2 separate regions of the Arachis hypogaea genome follow, and region 1 is linked to region 2. A link is a contact called in public Hi-C data. All regions are on one chromosome and are shown on one strand. The core of a region is the stretch at or near the end of the contact, and the rest is flanking DNA. Distances in the headings are between cores, read along the strand shown.

Evidence for each region. A called contact is a pair of places that touch in the nucleus more often than the background predicts.
Region 1: a Hi-C map of leaf shows a contact between it and region 2, with 2.2 times the contacts expected there. The contact joins the promoter of LOC112776118 here to the enhancer-like site in region 2. A contact is called at or near these places in 2 of 8 Hi-C or Micro-C datasets (both in leaf).

What each region holds. Positions count from the first base shown.
Region 1 is chr19:147,859,898-147,862,597 of arahy.Tifrunner.gnm2.J5K5, reverse strand. It overlaps LOC112776118, which reads right to left and starts at 1,384. Exons shown (of 4, transcript XM_025820124.3): 1 at 425-1,384; 2 at 1-50. The coding sequence starts at 581.
Region 2 is chr19:147,810,590-147,813,289 of arahy.Tifrunner.gnm2.J5K5, reverse strand. No RefSeq gene overlaps it. Among protein-coding and RNA genes, the nearest start is that of LOC140181798, 7.0 kb to the left of the region's middle. Within about 2 kb of position 1,444, at least 1 of the 3 cell types and tissues checked has open chromatin away from gene starts, as enhancers often do.

The DNA.
Region 1 (2,700 bases), core at 135-2,634, 49 kb before region 2:
ATGACCAGAATCTTCAGAAAACACGTGCCAACCGCCCTGCTTACCATGACCTTCAGAAAATATTTAAACAAAGAAAGGAAAATAGAAGGAAAATCAACACAAGGAGAGTATATTCTTACAACCAGTATCATAATTGTTTTTTTTAAACATAAAAGAAAAGAGAGCACCAGAAATTCATGCCAAAAGAAACAAACGAATGAATACACCACCTCCTTATAGTAACAATTCTTGTAATTACAAAACCAGATCTTCAAAATTCAGAACAAGGTTCACTATTATTATGCAAAGAAGAATCAACCAAACTCAGAAACACAACCCAAATCCGGTAGTTCTTTTTTCCCCCCAAATAAAAAACCTAAATAATCAGAAATTTCGTTGAAAATATCAGCAGTGCATAGAAAAAACCAGAAGAAGTAAAACTCACCCGGAGGTCTGCGGAACTCGGCGGATCCCCAACGGTGGAAGTCGCGGTGGTGAGAGGAATCTCTCCATCTGGCAACGGAGCCCAGAGACTCAGACCTCTCGTGTTTCCTCTCCTTGAAGAAGTCCTTCCGATCCCAAGGCAACGGTTCAGGAGGCATCAAAAATCAACCCAATAGCATCGGCATCCAACGCAAAAACCAACGGAAAACCGTATTCACCGCACCAAACCCGAATCTACAGAACCTCAAACCTCCAGATTCAAAACAAAAACAATCGCCAGAGAAATTTCACAGCACCGCCGACGAATCTAGGGTTCACAGACGGCAACAAAGACATAAAAGAGAAGGCCGATTCGCAAGCTTCCCGGTCCACAGATCGGACAAGAAACCACACGCGGCAACGAAATCGCCGCCGCGCAAAGCAATCTAGTCTATGGCTTCCGCCACGGCAACAAAACGGAGCCTCAAAACCAGAAAGAGCCAAAAGAAACGGCGCAGAATATATAAAGAGAAAACCAAACCAAACCAAGCCTTCGTGTTTCACAAGGAGAGAGAGAGAGAGAGAGAGAGAGAGAGAGAGAGAGAAAGAAGGAAGAATAATATAACTTCAACAGGCGGCGGTTCAGATCGAAGCGTGTAGAGAGAGTGCGGAGGAGAGAGCCATGGTTGCGGATTCCGAAGCTCCTTCGAAAAAGAGAGAGTCCTCGTTCTTCTGCAGCGGAGAGAGAGAGAGTGGTGTGGTGTGTTGTGCTGGTTTCAGAGTCTGAATATGGTTGTGGTTTTTTGTGAGGAGGAAGAAATTGTGCGTATAGGGAAGAAAGTGAGAAGGTGAGAAACGATAAGGGACAAAGAGAACCTTGAGAAGAGAGAGAGAAAGAGAGAGAAACAAAACATAGATACATAGAGAGAGAAACAGTGGTAGCGGACCTCAACCCTCCTTATAAAACCAAATTCTAATCTCCTTTCGAATCCGATATTATATTATTTATTTTTTATTTATTTATTGTAATTCGCTTTCGTATCTTTCCTTCCTTTTTTTACTTATTTATTTATTCGTTTATTATTATCTTTTGGGCCTTCGATTCTGGTATTAATAAACTAAATTATAATATAGTTTTACTATCGAAAGCGGCATTCTGAAATTTGTAAAATCCATTAATTTCGTTCTTGACTTCTCATTTATATTATTTATGTTTTTGAAATTGTAAAAAATATATTTAGTTTGTCTCTTGTCTAATTTTTGGCTAATTAATTTACTACTAGTAAATGACATATAAGTGCTGACTTAACAAATGACTATCATAATGAACCACATAAAACATTGGCGTATTAATTTTGGCTTTAAACCTCCAATACCGTTTTAATAAGAGAATTAAAATGTTTAACTTCCCTTTAAAAATAAAATATCACTTCGTCTTTTTCATCTTCTTCGAAAATAAAATACTTTGTGCTCAAAATTTTTGTACCCACGAATGTTCGTTAGATTATTATGGTGAAGCGATTTAGAATTCGTTGGAACCCTACTCATTATTGGCAACCAGAATTATTGAAAAAATAAGTAAGATTTCTTCGCGAAACCTAATTCAACTTACAAATCAATTTTCACATAACCAAATGCTAACTGTCTCTCATAAAGACTCATACTTTACTCCACCCACCACCGGTTCTACTTCAAGAAATTCTAAATCAACAGTAAGTGCCTCAAACTCAACAGCTTCTTCAACCAGAAGCGCCCCACATCAACAATATTAACAGAGTCCTCATCCCCAATTCTCTCAATAAACACCTGATCTACTTAAACAGTAACTAGCACCTAATCTACTTCAACAGTACTGGGCACCTCATTTACCTCAATATGCGCCATCAATTTCGCTAATAAATCTGTCGCAAGTTTAATCTTCACTTGGCCAGCATGTCGAAAAAACACCTTATGTTCCTTCTCAAAACTATTCATCCAATTTTCATCAGCCATCACCTCAGTCTCTTAGTGGGCCTTCGCCTACTCAACAATACTACGGCACACCAACCCATGCGTATGAACCACTATGAAGTAGACCTAATCCAAACTATTATGGTAGCACGTCTGCACTTATGCAACAACAAATAGAGATGATATACAAATAGTGGTGATGAAAAAAAAGAAATAGAACATGATGAATAACCATTGCAATTAGGGTTAAAAGGAGGGATAAGGGACCAAACTATGTCAAAGAATTTCAATTGCCAAGTCATATAACTATTAGACACTCCAGCATAGCAAGTCAGTGTCATGTCACTT
Region 2 (2,700 bases), core at 195-2,694:
TAATATTAACAATATAATAATGATATAATAAAAATATTAACAACAATGCAAATAATAATAATAATAATAATGAGGTTACTCTACTCATGATGATAATAATAATAATAATAAAATTATTTAATTAACTATACAGTATTCTATTCTATTGTTATTATCATAACATAACAGTAAACACTAAATTATTAAGAATTAATAAAAAATTGTTAAACAATATTCTTTATTTTAATTTATTATTACACAGATCACATAAAAATTAATAATAAATTATTAAAAAAATAATAAAAAACTTCTACACAATTTTGTTTATTATAATTTATTACACAACCGTATCATAAAAATTGACGACGACAATAATAATAATAATATTATTATTATTATTAAAATTAATAATAACAATATCAAAATAAAAAAAAATTACTTACCCATTGGAGATAATCCAGATATTTAATAATGTGTTCTTCTGATTTGGTAAAATTATGAACCATTTTTTTTTCTTCCCTCAAACTCTAATCCTTCACAGTATATTTCTTCTTCTCCCACCCTTGCTTCTTCACTCTTCCTCCTTTAGTAACCTTTTGTCATTCTTGCTTTTTCACTCTGGTTTTCACTCTTCTTCACTAATATTTTTTCACCCTTGCAGGAACCTGCGTTTTGGTTTTATAAGCCCCTCCATTACACGCGTCGGGCATACAGCTAGGGAGGCTATCAATCACAACCTGCGATTTGTCCTGCACGACTAACAAACGCAGCCTGCATTTTGCCTTTCCCAAAATTGATCAACAACTGCTCCTGTCTGCATGCAGGGGACATCTTGCCATGTTTTGAAAATTTGTTGTCCTACCCTGTCAATCGCAGATTACGTTTTGCAGAATGCAACATTTTCTTGATCTTCGTTGCACACAAAACATAGATTATGTTTTGTTTCTTTTAACACTACCAGTTTTATATTTTTGCATAACACGCCATTCCTCTATTTTCTAGTATTTCACCTTTTTGAATCTATTTATAAATTAATTTCTGATGTTTGTTCTTGTGATATATATAAATTTTATACATTATTAATATAAAATTATTTTACACATACATCTAATTATATAATATTATATTAATAAAATAACTATTTTTTTATATTAATTACATGAATAATTATCTAAAAAATATTATACTTATACGAATTACTCATATATATATATATATATATATATATATATATATATATATATATATATATATATATATATATATATATATATAAATAAGACGTTTGGGTGTATATGTGTATGAACAAAACTACTACAAATAATTATTTTTGCCAGTACATTATTATATGACACGTGATTCATGATCTCATACTGCTATTGTTTACCGACACTTTTGACACGTGACAGCCAACATACCAACACATAAATATGTTTTAATTTTGCTTTTATACAATATAGTATGTTTTATTTTTGCTAATCAATCCTGTAGTAGTAAGTGATTTGCTACTGACTTTGCCTTTTTAAACAGAGTCTAAGCTATAGTATAAACTTTTATATATACTATTATTCAACCATGGTTTAATTATTTAACACTTTTATATTAGATTATTTAAAAAATATGTAAAATAAAATAATTTAGTTAATCCTAATATATTGATAATATAATTTTTTCTGTACCTAAATGAAATTCTTTTATTATCATATGTTAATTAAGTTCACATGAAATTATAATTTTTCCTCTTTTTTGAGTTCAAATATGTTAGACTAATAAAAAGTATATTAGAATTAATTTAGAAAATATCTCTTTAAACAAGAAAAAGATTAATAGAAGTATATTAAAATTACGAGTTAAGTTTTAAAATAGTCCCTAAAATTACATTCGAGTCTCAAAGTAATTTCCGAAGTCAATAATTATCCAAATTTATCCTCAAAATTACGCTCCGAGACTCATAGTAGTCCCTGAGACATTTTTCGTTCATCGAAAGTTCGAAACCTTAAAACGACGTCATTTTAAAAAAAAATTAGTTACTAAGTTTTTTAGTTGTTTTCTATTCTGTAATTATTACTAGTTTTTTTTTATTGTTGCTATTTTGTGTGCTTGTTGCTGTTTAGATTGATTGATACTTGCTATTTAAGTTGATTGATTTTTTCTGATTAATGCTGGTTTTTTTTGTGATATTTTGTGTTGTTGATTTTTATTTTTGTGATCTGTTGAAGACGAAGAAGAAGAAGAACAGAGTTGAAGAAGAAGGAGATTGTTGTTTTTTTTAAATATAAAACGACGATATCTTTCTATGCTTCTTTTTTTTTCAAAACGACGTCATTTCAAGGTTCCGATGAACGGAAAATGCCTCAGGGACTATTATGAGTCCTGGAGTGCAACTTCGAGTTGGATAATTATTAACTTCAGGGGTTATTTTGAAGTTCGATTGCAACTTCAAAAACTACTTTAAGACTTAACTCTAAAATTACTTTGAAAAAATCTCTCTCTAAAAAAAGTATATATTAAATTAAAAAATTTATTTTGATGTACCGATATAAAAATTAGAGAAATGTTAAGCGTTCAAGCATATTTTGAATCAAATTTTTAACGAAGTCCGCACATTTTTTCTTTCATTATCGTTATCGTTATTATCGTCGTCATCATCATCTTCTTTTTTTTTTGTGTTTTTTCTTCAAGTCGTTGTCATTTTTTCTTCTTTCTCATCTTATTGATGTT